Regions from separate parts of the Mus musculus genome. Here regions 2 and 3 are each linked to region 1. Evidence: chromatin contacts called from public Hi-C data. All regions are on one chromosome and are shown on one strand. Each heading gives the region's core, a stretch centred on a gene start, on an enhancer-like site or on the middle of the called end of the contact. The rest is flanking DNA. Distances are from core to core; before and after follow the strand shown.

Evidence for each region. Hi-C and Micro-C count contacts between places; a contact is called where the count stands out from the background.
Region 2: a contact with region 1 is called in a Hi-C map of muscle stem cells, with 4 times the contacts expected there. The contact joins the enhancer-like site here to the promoter of Igfbp5 in region 1. A contact is called at or near these places in 13 of 39 promoter capture datasets (the 3T3-L1 cell line, 3T3-L1-derived adipocytes, the HPC-7 cell line and 8 more), 2 of 15 datasets of contacts at CTCF or cohesin (the G1E-ER4 cell line and pro-B cells), 21 of 484 Hi-C or Micro-C datasets (8-cell embryo, the AtT-20 cell line, the C2C12 cell line and 12 more), 8 of 115 datasets of contacts at active chromatin or transcription factors (astrocytes, cardiomyocytes, embryonic limb bud and 4 more) and 1 of 9 other capture datasets (embryonic stem cells).
Region 3: a contact with region 1 is called in a Hi-C map of the N1E-115 cell line, with 5 times the contacts expected there. The contact joins the enhancer-like site here to the promoter of Igfbp5 in region 1. A contact is called at or near these places in 14 of 39 promoter capture datasets (the 3T3-L1 cell line, 3T3-L1-derived adipocytes, cranial neural crest and 6 more), 1 of 15 datasets of contacts at CTCF or cohesin (the G1E-ER4 cell line), 13 of 484 Hi-C or Micro-C datasets (the C2C12 cell line, the G1E-ER4 cell line, the N1E-115 cell line and 5 more), 8 of 115 datasets of contacts at active chromatin or transcription factors (craniofacial prominence, embryonic limb bud, embryonic stem cells and 2 more) and 1 of 9 other capture datasets (embryonic stem cells).

Annotation. Positions count from the first base shown.
Region 1 is chr1:72,873,614-72,877,884 of GRCm38.p6, forward strand. Igfbp5 (insulin-like growth factor binding protein 5) reads right to left here and starts at 1,252. Exons shown (of 4, transcript NM_010518.2): 1 at 193-1,252. The coding sequence starts at 526.
Region 2 is chr1:73,036,310-73,040,870 of GRCm38.p6, forward strand. No RefSeq gene overlaps it. Among named protein-coding and RNA genes, the nearest start is that of 1700027A15Rik, 23 kb to the left of the region's middle. Within about 2 kb of position 2,387, at least 26 of the 459 cell types and tissues checked have an H3K27ac peak or open chromatin away from gene starts, as enhancers often do. A contact at or near this core is called in the C2C12 cell line, the G1E-ER4 cell line, astrocytes and 1 more, where this site is marked.
Region 3 is chr1:73,070,419-73,075,119 of GRCm38.p6, forward strand. No RefSeq gene overlaps it. Among named protein-coding and RNA genes, the nearest start is that of 1700027A15Rik, 57 kb to the left of the region's middle. Within about 2 kb of position 2,348, at least 7 of the 459 cell types and tissues checked have an H3K27ac peak or open chromatin away from gene starts, as enhancers often do. A contact at or near this core is called in the G1E-ER4 cell line and the N1E-115 cell line, where this site is marked.

The sequences.
Region 1 (4,271 bases), core at 2-2,501:
CTTGCTCTGCCAGGGATTCAAGTGTGAGGTGCAAGGACCCACCCCATCTACTCTCAGGAGCTACTAGGGTCTAAGCCACTTGCTGCGCGCGCAAAGCGCGCGGGTTCCCAATCGGTCCCCGGTCCCCACCCATCCAAGGTGCCTCCCTCCCCAGCTCCTGTGCCGTGCAACTGAAACCCCAGTAGCGCTCACCTATCTTGGTTTGCTCGCCGTAGCTCTTTTCGTTGAGGCAAACCCCGCGGCCGTGCAGCAGGGCGTGCAGCGGCTTCTCCTCATCCTGCCGGGGGAGGCAGCGCAAACCCTGGGCGCAGCGCTCCGTGTAGACGCCACACGACTGTCCCTCCGCCAGGGCGCAAGTCATGCAGCAGCCACAGCCGGGCTCTTTGACCAGCTCACAGCCCAGAGGGCTGGGGGGACACATGGACAGAGCTTTCTCGTCGCAGGGTTCACAGTGCACGAAAGAACCCAGGCCTTGAGCCGGTACGGCATAGGCGGCCAGCAGCAGGAGGACCACGCTGATCACCATTTTCTCGGAGTCTGGCTTTACCTCGGGGCGGGGCAGGAGAGCGAGAGTGTGTGGAGAAAGAGGGAGCCTGGAGATTTTTTTCCTTTTAAATCTCTTGCAGGTAGAGCAGGTGCTCTCCCCCAAACACTTGCAAAATATGAGGCAAGGAGGATTCAGATGCCTGCACGCAAGTCCCAATTGCGAGGATTAAAGACTTGCAACAGGTTGGGGGTGAAAAAAAGAGGCGCGCCAGGTGCACGCAGAGCGAGCGGAGACCGTAGAAACCCCCAGGCGGGATCGGGTCAGAATTGGGGGTGGTGGTGGAGAGAACCACAGAATTGCTCACTCCAAAGCAACAGAAATAATTAGCTTGGAGGCCTTGAAAAGGGAGGAGGTGAAGAAAAAAATGGATTGGGCTTAATTTTCCCCCCTTTGCTTAAAATCTAAAACGCAACCCCACTCCGCTCGGTCTCAGCGGCCAGCTGCGCTGCTGCCGCAGAACAGGTAAGAGGCGTCGGCGGCTGACAACAAGATCGGGAAAATGTTGAAATCGAGGGGGGAAAAAGGGCAAAAACCCAGACCTCACCAAACCTGGACCCCAACACCTGCTCTGTCACCACCTCTTCGAAACCCGCAGGTTCTGCGTGAAGTCCGGAGAAGGGTGCAGACCGAGGGGGGGGGTAACAAAAAGGAACAAAAAGGGGGAAAAAAGCCCAAACAGCTTTGCAGCTCTTTCCTAGCTCTTTTAGAAGTTTCCAAAGAGACTGCGGGCTCTGGTCGAGCAGGCGCTTTTAAATAGACGGCCCCTGGCTGCCAGCCAGTTGTAGCTGCAATTTGAGCTCCCCAACACCCAACCCATGCAAGGATGCCAAGGAGCTTTGCAGCGCAAACTCACACGGGGTGGGGGTGGGGAAGAGAGGCCTTCTAGACACGGGGGCTCCCCTTCGCTCCCTACACAGAGCCCTCCTCCTCACGGAATGTACGGAAAGGGCTTTGGGGGGGGGGCGAAGACAGGCGAGCTACAGAGGAGAGTAGGGAGAAGGTGGAGGGAGGAGTGGATGGCAGTACTCTTCAGAAGCTGGGTGAATACAATGGAGCGAGTCTGTTTTCCGACAACTAGCCCGGACACTGGCTGTTAGGAGTCACATTTTCTTATTAGCCGTGTATACCCTGCCCAAGAAGTCCTTTCCAACTTTAGAAAAAAAAGTGTCTAAGAGACCACTGAAGGTTTGTCTGTCTGTGTGTTTGTGTTTGGAGGACAAGTAGTGTACAGTAGCTGGTGAGGGGCATTGAGATAAATTTAAAGAGAAAAGGAGTGCGGGCGCGTGTGTAGACCCCTCCCCCATTAAAAGGGGCAGAGGGATTATGGCAAGGGCTTGTCATTATTGTTCTGGTGGGGTACTGATTTTAGTTAAAGCCAGTGGTCATTTTCCTTCACCTATATAGATGACCAGGGAATCTCTCTCTCTCTCTCTCTCTCTCTCTCTCTCTCTCTCTCTCTCTCTCTCTCTCTGAGTGTGAGCGTGCTATGTGCACTTTCAAGAAGGGATAACGCCCTCCACCCCACCCCCCTCCCCAGCTTTGTTGGGAGTAGTGACTGAGACCCTGGAGGAAATGCTGTGGGTTGTCAGTTTTATCTGGTGTCCTCATGGACACCTTAAATGTCCTTTTAAATGGAAGGAAGGTAGGATAAAGTGATAACCTTCTTGGGTTGACAATGAGGCATTTCTGTGGGGTAGGCAGATCCTGGAGTGAGCAGGTACCTCGCTGCAGGAGACCTTGTTTAAGGGTTAATATGTACCAAGGTAGCATCCTGGAGCCTGCACGTGAGAAATCCTCACCATGCCACAGGAAGCCCCAGATCGCTAGTCAGCACTAGGGACCATTCTTCCCTTAGGAAAATGAAAGAAAACCTAATTTTTGAAAGAAGGAATATGATGGCTTTAGCTTTTTTTGTTTGTTTTAAAAATTAATTTGACATGATAGGTGGTCTGTAGACTGCCCACCACAGGTAAGAAAAGACATGATCAAGTGATGGTCTCTGGGGAGTTCTTGGGGGCAGGGCTTTTGCCCTTTCTCCAACTCTCTTCTTCCCTTGCTCTGTTCTTTTAGAAAAAGGGGCTGCATTTCATGAATTTTGCCACTAGACTGCACCCTTATCTATGATAAGAATTCTTGCTGGAGGACTGCAATATTGAGAAAATATTTCCCTTGCTGGCTCCATTTGGGAGCATCTCCCCGGGCGCTGTTCACACTCCCAGATTCTGATCCAGATTCTCGGTTCTCTGCCAATAGGCACATTTTAAGACAGGACCAAATCTTAAAGGTGTCCTTTTACACCCATTGCCAGGGCAGTTTTATTGTGTTGGTGGCTAGCAGAGGGAAGAAGAGCTGTGTGCACCAATGTACCCCCACACCCCCCAAAAAGGCAGGAGGGTTGGTTGGTTCCAAGAGCCTGTCTCTGCTGTTGGAGGGCTTGGGAAAGCAGGGAGCAACTTAACATTAGAAACTGGGTTGCATTATTTTAGAAGGGGAAGAGATCAAGTGTTATTTTCTTATTTAAGTTAACTTCAGGAGGGAAGAGTGTTAGAAAGGGGCATGGTGTGGGGATGGGCTCAGCTCACCCTGGTGTAGCATTTGAAACGAGAAATCTAGGGTGGTTCTTCTGTCCGGTTTCTCAAGAGTTGCCCAGTACTCTCAAAATATAGCCTCTAGAAGTAAATTTTGTTCTAGCTGACTTCTTGTGGCTAAGTACAGTGTGTAAGGACCAGTAAGAGAAGGAGAGGGCTCATAGAGAAGAGAGGTGGGCAGGGAGAAGAGAAGTGAGAGAGTGGGAAATTGGTCCTCGAAGGGTGATGGTGGGGTCATGGGGAGAGATCAGTGAATGACTTTCTATATTAAACAACCATGATGAGCTCCACTTCCAAAAGAGCAGAAGGAACCGAGAGACGGGCACTGCTCTTCAGGGTCACAGGGTAGGCTCTTGAGAGCACACACGAAACCTCCTTTGAACCCTGGGATCGTCTGTAGCGATTTTTATCAGTGACTGGAGAGGTGAATTTTATGCTCAACAGTCTATATGTGATGTTCAGTGACAAGCGTGCTGGGTGTTGGGGCATAAGGGCTTCCCATGAGTCCATTCTCTCTGCCCTCTATTCGAAAAGCCCTGGACTCTTCAGAAGATGGGAGGGGGGGGGACTTAATATCAACAGAGTTTCACTGAGATGACTAACTTATTCTGGACACACTGAAATCTGGTCGCACTCTCAGAGACCTCCTTAATGGCTGGCTTAGCTTTGCTGCCAGGAACGTACCTGTGTGTGGATAGCTGAGCTCTGATAAGCCTTTGGACACAATCTTCTTAGTGATGTTTGAAGTTAAATGTCATCTACCATGCTCTGTCTCCCCTGAGATCACTCTTTTATTTGCTTTGACAAGAATTAAGTGATGACCAGGACCAAGCTTCAAGAACTACAAGAGAATGAAAGATTTGTGCTGTTTGTCTGAACAACATTCAAAGGGCTTTCGTTCAGGAAGCTTACCAGACCTCCATAAGCCAGCTGTTTCTCCAAGATTTTGGAATGATTTCTAGGGCAAGGATGGTTCCTGATAACAGGGTTGGGGAAAGCAAGTTAACTATTGTCTAAGAGAGGTTTATTCATCATTGGTTCCACTTTCAAGATCTGGTCATTGACTTTTTCCCCACCAGATACATGCATACAGAGAGACCAAGACCCATCAGGAAGACTAATGCCACTGTCTTATC
Region 2 (4,561 bases), core at 1,137-3,636, 160 kb after region 1:
CATGCTAAAGGGGAGGGGGCAAGAAAGGGTCCAAGGGGAGGGGGCAAGAAAGGGTCCGAGGAGATGGGAGAGTCTGAAGAAGGAAAACCTGATTCAAAAGGAAGGGGAAGAAAATATCTTCCCTGTATCCTGGGGCCATGAGTAGATGGCAGTGGTCTGGTGGGGGGCTCATCTATCTTACAGGCTTTCTAGGAGCTGACTGAGTCTGGAAACAGACTTTGGGGGCAAGTGGAGCTTTGCTGAAAGGCATCTGCTTGCCTCTGAGTACAAGAATACTGCCAGCTGGGGAGAAAAGTGCTCTGAGGCCTTCTGCCCTGAGAAGCCTGGCCTACTAGCCCGACTTGACCTAGGAGTAAAGTTCATCTCTTTTCCACAGTCTACCTCACTTCTCCCTCCCTGCTGTGCACCCCACCCCCTCAGATTCTCAGAACTCAGCCTCATTGGATTCCCGGAAATGGCTGGTGCAACTTGGTAACCAAATCCTCCGAATCCCTTTGTATATCTTTCTGCTTCTCTGCCCTCTCCACTGGTGTCCTTAGGGTTGTGTCTGGTTACAGAGTAGAGACCTGCCAAGCCAGGCTGACCCCTGTGGATGGTATTCAGCAAAATTCTAGGCTTGGATTCTCACAAGTGAGGGCCACTCTTCCCTCTCCCTGACCTGACTTTCTTGGAGGAGCTTGGTAGGCCTGGTCTTCCCCTTGCAGAGGCTTCTCCTTATACCCAGAGGTCTCCTCCTGACCAGGGGTCTCCACCTACCCAGGCTTCTCCACAAATTGAGGGATTCCAGGTCCTGGAAAGTGCATTTTCATTGTCCCCAGAGAAGTCTTTGATTTCTAACCCAGGCTGTAGGCTGTGGTTTCCTGTCCTGTATCTCCTTTGTCTAGAGCCTTCCTCTTCTCCGTGGGGAATTGTTATTATTTGTTGACTACATCTCATTAGATCAGAGAAGGGAATGGATGACATTAGAGTCTTTCTGGTAAAGAAATATAGCTTGGTTTGGTGGCAAAGGCTTATAAACAGGGAAGTCTAGGCATAATGGTTACTCAGGGGGCTGAGACAGGAGGATCACACGTTTGAAGCCAGCCAGGGTAACCCTGTACCAAAAAGAAAAATAAAAAGAGGCCCTAGAAGGTACTCAGTCGATAATGTATGTGCTTCACAGACACGAGGACCTGGTTTTGATCTCCAGCACCCACAAAAGAAGCCAGGCATGGTAGTATGTGTTCATAACATCAGCACTGGGGAGCTAGAGACAGGAAGATGTCAGCCAGTCTAGCCTAGTTGCTGAGCTCCCAGCCAGTAAGAGGCCTTGTCTCACAGGAGGTAGGTAGCATAGCATTCCTGAGGATGACACCCAACATTGTCCTCTGGGCTCCCCATACATGTGTATACATGTAGGTACTCACCTTCACACACATGTACACATACCTGCACACACACAAACGTGCATGCCCATGCACAATCCCATGGATTAAAAAAGTGTGTAGAGCTATAACCCAGTGACAGGATGCTTGCTATGCATGTGAGAGGCTTAGAATTAAAAACTGATCAGACACCTCAGTCCACACAACTAGGATGCTGCTTAGATCGTACATCCAAGAAACAGTCAAAGAGAGGGCCACAAAGAAGGGAAAAGTGAGGGAAGTTGACGAGGAGTGAAGTCTTTGTCTGGGTGCTTAGGGCTTCTGATGGGAGTACGTCGAAGGTTTGGGAGTAGGCTGTGTTTGCTAGCAAAGAAGGCTGGCATGTCTTTGGCTCTCACAAAATATTTGGACTCTGTAGTGGGCAGGCAATTGCTGAACAACAACAAAATCACACCGCTCAACTTCCTTACAGTACAACTGAGGGAAATGTAGTTGCCAGGAGGTCTCACGTCTCTGAGCTGTTCCACCCTAGACTGTGGGGGAGAGAAATGGCTGCCACTCCCCGGGTAGAGTCTGTCTCCTCAGTGGGGAGAAGGACCTGAGGAACAGCTTAGAGACTGGCTGTGTATTGACAGATGTGCTCAGTGTGGACAGAGACCGTGACAGCAGGTCCTCTTGTGCCTGGGCCAGCAGCATGTACTTCACCGAGAAAGAAACCGGTCAGACTTGCAGATCTTTCACCTCTCTCTGACTCAGTAAAGGATGCACAGCACAACCAGGGTCCAGCTAGGGCTGGTGGAACACAACTTTAGTTTGTGGGTACAGCACACAGGAGGCCCAGTGTCCCATCTTGACACTTACAAAGAGGCTCTTGAGAGAATTCTATTCTTCCCAGCTCCCACAAACAGCAGTGTATCTTATGTCTCCCTTTCACTGGCCATATCCGTCACACCCCTAACCCCTGGCTGTGATGCTGCAGTCTTATCTGTTGTACCCAGATAAAAAGTGACTTGACCTAATCAGTCTGACTGGACAGCCTGGCTCCAGGGAGGGTTGCTGATGGTGCCCCAGCCAGAAATGGAGCCTCATGTAGAGCTGGGCCCTTTATCTACCCGTGGGGCCAATCATTACCACACTTCTCCAGAAACTGCTGGTACATAGTTGGGCTCGCTCTCTTTAATCAGCCATGAACAACTGAATTCCCAAGAAAGATGAAGGGTGACTGTGTAGGGTTTCTGTGAAAACCACAGTGGCAAAGTCATCTGTCAGGGTCATGCTATATCATGGGTGGCTGCTAGAGGAAATTTGAATAGAAAAAATATATCTTTGCATCTGTTAGTGGCATTGTGAGCTGTGTGTGAGCCATCACAGCATGGCAGGTTGCCTGCCAGAGATGAGGATTCTTGCTGTCTTTTGGATACTACTTGCTTGTTATTATAAAGTGTGTGTAGGTAAAGGGGCAGGGCAGGGTTCCTCATTGCAGAAGCAGAAACAGGCTGAGAATATTTCAGAGCACTTGTTGATTTTTCTCCTGGCCTTTGCTTAAGTCCTTGGCAGGAGCTGAGACCCAAAGCTCTGTCCTGGTATTGTGGCAGGAACCAGGGCTCATGCCCAGGAATGCTGCCTACCAGGGAGGTCGACTTATGTCCCTCCCAGGCTCAGCCTGTGTGGCATGAAGGATCAGTTAAAGGGATTTGTAAGCCTCGGGAAAATGGTCAAGGCTGGATCAAAATTAGTCAAGTCTGCCGTGAAGGAAACTAAGGAGGACACACACACACACACACACACACACACTCACACACACACACACACACACACACACACACACACACACACGAGGGGAGGGAGAGAAAGGGAGGGAGAAGGGGGGAGAGTTTGCGGTCACAGGCAGGAGCAGAGAGAAGAGAATGACATAATCTTATTGCCTACTCAACCTTTTCTTTATCCAGGACTCCAAGCCCAGGAAAAGGTGGAAGGAATAGGTCTTCCAACCTCACTCGACATAGTCAAGATACCCCCTTCCCACCCAGACTCTAGATTGATTCTAGATTGTGTCAAATTGACAAATACAACTAACTGCCACAAGGACTGTCATTAGCTCATGCGCTTTGGGGGTAGCAGCCCTGGGGTAAGAGGGTGTCTGGGCTGGGACAGGGGATGATGGGAATTATCCGAAAACTCATCTAGACAGGGAGGAAGCTGACACAAGGCTTGTCTAGACACCTCTGTTCTGCTCCTCTCCTGACCATGACTCCTTTTCTCTGCCTGTAGTTTTTTCGTCCATCTGCCTGCCTGCTCTAGAACTGAGGGGGGAGTGCATCTTTAACTGTCAGAGTCACAGTAAAGACAGTTGTCTATTATTTGTTAACGAGAAGGGGTTAGGAGATAGCTATCTCTCTGGAGAGGCCAGAGCTCCCCCATGGTGATTTAAATGTGCTTTTCTTGTAAAGTATTAGATGACTCTCCCTCTGCAGAGCCTCAGTGTAGAGGAGAAGGTGTCCCATAGCAGATATAGGAAGAGGACGAGAGTCTCTTCCCTTCAAGCTGCTCATCATCTTTCTCATTGACTCCTTTCGGGACCCTAGAGGCCACCTGTGAAAAATGACATCAAATCATTTGGGGAAACGTGATTATTTCTTAATTTCTTAATTATCTCTATGATTATTAAGCAGTGCATGTATCACACTGTGAGCTCTTGAGAGCCTCTAGTCCAGGAGTCTGCCAAGAACAAATGGCAGAGGGCTTGTGTGCTCAGTAGGCTTGATCATTCATGGCTTCATAGTCCAGGAGTGGTTTGTGTTCTTAGAAAGACTGAGGTAACCAGGTAACCAGTAGGGCTGGCTGGTTCTCTCTCTCTCTCTCTCTCTCTCTCTCTCTCTCTCTCTCTCTCTCTCTCTCTCTCTCTCAAGTCCGAGGCTTCAGGGGGATTTGGAAGGAGCAAAGAAGCAACAGCTCAGTCCACAAGAGGACTTACTTTCTAGGTTAGGCTCTCTTTCTTTTAATAGTCCCTATTCGGGCCTCCAGAATGGAGACTTTGGAGGAATGTTTACACAGCTGATGCCATAGAACTTGAGGCCCTCTGGGTCTTCACCTGGGACCCCCACCCAGCTTTTCTTCTAGCAAACATGTTTGGCAAGTATTGCCACCCTATTGGTGAGTCCTCCCAGATCCTGAGGGAAGTGACAGGAATGAAACAC
Region 3 (4,701 bases), core at 1,098-3,597, 200 kb after region 1:
GTTACCCCCTTTGCTGGACTGTGCTGTGATCTTTCACTCCATCTCTAGAGCTGGAGATGAATTATCCCAGCATCATTTTAAACACCCCTGTCCCAGGACTGACCTTAACTATCACATGGCACAGTGTGGGTGAGGTAGAGGTGACCACAGTGACAAAGCCATTCTGAAATCTCTAAACCTTTAGGAAAGAGAACGGGTTTGATCTGTTGAACTGTGCTCCATGCCTGTGCCACACAGATTCACTACTGTCACGGATGTTGGCTAATTTAGTCCTGATGGACATCTCAGAACAACACTGTCCTCTGGACTGGGGGTAGGGGTGGGGTGGTTCAGTGGATAAGGCCTTCTTATGCAAGTATGAGGACTAAGAGTTAAGATCCCCAACATCAACTTAAAAGCCAGGTGAATGTGCTGACCCATCTATGGTAGAGGGCAGGAGGCCCTTGTGCTCACAGGTAAACATTGGAGAAAGCAGGAATGTTAAACACATAGGAAAGTCACCTCGATGGAAGAACTAAAATACCCACTTTCTGATCAGAAAGCTGGGAGTGGGTGCTATTAATGACTCTTTGTTATCTGCAGCGCCAGGTCTCCCCAGGTTTATACCAGATTTTCCCTCTTTATATTGCTACCTTTAGCTCCAAGTAGTTGCTAATTTGGGGGAGACAGGATTCAATGCAGGACCCATAACTTCTTGCTTCTCTAGTTAGCTGGAGAAAGGGGATAGAGGCTGTTTCCCAGTCACTGGGAGAGAGTGAATTCCCAGCGAAACCACTTGACTGGACTCTTGCTGGGCAGGGGATGGTGATTAGGGTAGAGAGAGGGCAATGTGAGTTTCTCAGTATGGCTGGGAAGTGAGAATCTTTTTTTTTTTTTTGCATATCTTCTTTTGAGAGGGGTCTAAAAGATACTGAGGGAGCCAGGAAGTGTATGGTGCTGGAGGAGATGTGGACTAACTTTGCTGGGTTTAGAAATGGCCTTTGGCTTCCTTTCCTAATTTAATGTTTTATGTACGAACCTTCTCATGAGCTAAAGTATCATTTCAGTAGATAGCATGAAATGTACTGATATAAATCACATAGCTTATATAGGCAGATGCCCGTGTAGGCAGTATACTGACAAAGAACTCATGCCATGAAGTACCCAAGGGGTGCCCTAGTGTGAGGTTGTTTCACGCATGGGACCCCTGCAGTGCTGGGAAGGGTCTTAGGTTTGGTTTCATCTTCTGTGTCTTGAAACATCTGAACAAGGAGTCCTGGTTTTTGTTTGTTTGTTTTTACTTTTCATCAAGCCCACACAATCCACACCCTCTTCTTTCCATTCAGGATGCCATTCAAGTTCTTCCTCAGGAAAGCTTCCTTTGACTCTTCCCCTACTTTGTTGGGACTGTACCTCAGTTCCTGTGGGAGTCAGAGTAGGCAGACTACCACCCAGAGCTTGGGGCAATCATTGCACCTGGCCTTGCTCAGCTCTTGTTTTTCCTCAAATGGAAGCTTAGTCCCGCTGGGCTACAAACTCACTGGCTTTTTACTGGAAAAAATCGTATAGCTCAGTGCTCCAACGAAAGACTTTGCAATGATTTGCACACATGCTATAGCTTTCCTTCTAACCTGTGAGTTCCTTTATTTATCTTGATGTCCCAAGACAATACTCAAAACTCAGGGTTCCTGTCAATGGGTGATTCGACAGGTGCTAGCTGGCCTTTTCTTTTTGTCTGTCTCTGACCAGGTGACTTTGGTCAATCCCAGGATTCTAGACTATTAGAGAGCAGTCTGCGAATCCATGTGGTCCAATCCATCTTTGAGTGACAGAGACTTAGAGAGTTTTAGTATTTCCCTCAAGAGTCGAGGGCTCAGCAGGAAGGGAGTAGAGGACCTTTGGTCGGGAGCCACTCACTCTCCCTTCCTCTCTGCAGGTGCAGCTTCCTCCTGTGAGTTGTAGAGGGGAGGCAGCCCTTGTCCATCCTGGAACAGCCAAATGGATTCTCCTTGAGACCAGCAGTCCATTAGCCCCATTTCTTCCGGCTTCCTCTGTGGAATGGCTCCCAGGGGCCTGCCTGAGAAGCTCCAGGACCTAGCTGCCTGTCAGCCACTTTATTAAACTTGTTTCCAGATGTCTCCACCTCAGATTGAAGAGGCAGGAAGAGGGTGAGGGCTGGAGTTTGTCCCCTAAATGAAGTTGGTTAGATTGGTAATAAATAATATTTGGTGCTGATGGAACAGGTGGTCGGGGAAGATGGGGAAGGGAGAGGGGGAAACACAGACCACATCCTTCATGAGACCATGCGTGAGCATGAGATGTGAAATGGATGGACAGAGTAGAACATCTGGGGGCAAGAGATAAGGGATGTATGGCAAGGTGTAGATAAGGCAGAGATGGGGAAGACCAGACAGTTGTGACTTTACAGGAGAGCAAGTCAAGGAAGCAGAAAAGGGGAGACTCCTTTCTTGCCTTTTCCAAATGCTCAGAGTCTCTGACAATCTGAAACAAGCTCTGGCATGTAGCAATCCCACCTCTGTTTTCGACATTACATAGTTTCCTTTCTTATTTCTTTTTTCTTCTCTGTATCAAACCTCTCTCCCCTTTCTCTTATAATGACATTGGATCTAGGCCCCTATTGGGTTTTGGATGCACTCTGTTATGCCCTTGGGCTGCCATGTAAAAAGTATTGCAGAGTCCCCAAAGAGGCTTTGAAGACTTGACTTCCAAAGGCCCTTGATTTTACTTTTGCCATATTCCCTGGGCCAAGTCTCTAAGGTCAGCGTAGATTCTAAAGAGTGGGAGCTGGATCTACCCCTCAACTGCGATCAGCTATTGTGGACGGTAAGGTCCTTTCCAGCCAAAGCTTTATTTCCAAAATCTGTTAGGATCTTTTAAATTGCATTGATTGGTTGATTAATTAGTTAACTAATTAATTAAGGTACCCTGGGGATGGAAGTCAGGGCCTTATGCATTCTGGGTAACATTTATACCACCGAAGCACAGTGTTAGTTGATGCCTCTTTATGCTGTGAATCTGGAGACCTTTCCTGCTCTGTGAAGAGTTCAAGACTACCAGCCTCCACTGTGCTGGCTCCTGCCTGGGCTTCTGGCCACTTTGCCTCCCATGCCAATATGCCTTCCTTGATCTGTACCTCTAGAGACAGGATTCCAGACTCTGAAGACTGTCCGGCACCCAGACACAGGGCAGAAAAATGGAATCCTACTGAGGTACAAGCCAGAAGGGACCCATCCCTGGAAGTGTATCTTGTTTAAGCTAGCAGCAACTATGAGAACATTACATGTATACTGGGTCTTACTTGAAAAGCTTTGTATGTACCAACTCATTAGATAATTCTAGCAATTCTGTGATAAAAGTATTATAGTTATACCCATTTTATAAAGAAGAAAACTGAGGCATGGAGAAGTTAAAGTTTAGCTCAGAAACTAAAAAAAAGTTAAGTAACTCACCTAGGTTCATAGTGCTGTAAAAGAGGAATCTACTATTCTGTTCAAATCCAGTTGAAGTGTGTGGTGAGAACCAGGTATAAGATCTGGGAGATGTGTGTATAATAAGACATTTACCATACATTCATGAAGATCTGAGTTTGGATCCTCTGAACCCATAACTGGAATAGGAAGGACTCTGGGGCTTGCTGGCTAGAAAGTCTAGTTTCTAACTCTGTAACACTGCAAGCCTTGTGATCTTTTGTCAGTGGAGGAAGGCTCAAAAGCCTGTGTCTACGACTCTTAAATTGGCTAACTTTTTGTAGGAGACCAAATGCTTCCTTTGTAAGTTCATAGATTTCCATGTTAAGCTAGCCTCACTATCAACTATCTCTGTGTCAAGGAGACTCTTTATTTCCATCGGTGCTCTGGAACTCACAGGGGAATGAAGCACAATGTAAAATTTGGCTACATTCAAACTATGGGATTATAATCTTGGGTTATAATCTTCAGGCAAATGAATATGCTGAAGAGCCAGGAAGTGTGGAAGTCTTTAATATGGAAATCTGATCTCTGAATTTTCAGAGTCAGCAGGGACTGGAAGTCATACAAATGCCAGACTTTCCAAGGGAGAAAGTAAGGGTGGGGTGACTTCTGTGGGATTCTCTTGGTGACCTCTCTGCTCCTAACCCATTCTGTGAGCACTTTGTATTTATCCTTTTAAACTGATTTTCTTCGGCGAAGGGACAGAAATCCCCCAGAGAAGAATAGCAGAGACCATCCATCTAGATGGGATGGTTGAGGCTGCCTTGGCAGGGCAAACAGACATCATGAGCCTGGCATCATGTAGGATCCATTTATGGCCCTCTGGCCATCTCCTCCTCCTCCTCCTGGGATGGCAGATGGCCTGTGTTTTTAATAATTAAGAAAAAAAAAGTAGGAGGGAAATCAGGCTCAGTAGGAGAAATTTGGAACCATCCAGGCAGCACAATTGAGTTGTGAAGTTGTTTGGAAAGTGCAAATGGAGGCGTCCCATTGAGCATGCCCACAAACTCAGCCACTTCATGGAAGTTTGAATCATCCTGTGTGATGGTTTTCATTAGCACACCTTCCCCAGGGGGTGATGAGTAAGGGGAAACTATTGGTAGACATTGGGATTTTTGTATGCATAGGACTATAAATCCTGTAACATTAGTGAAAAAAACGTTACCTTGCAGCCTAGGTCGTAAAATGGCCTTGGGAGATAAAGATCCCAAAGGGCTACGAACATCAGTTT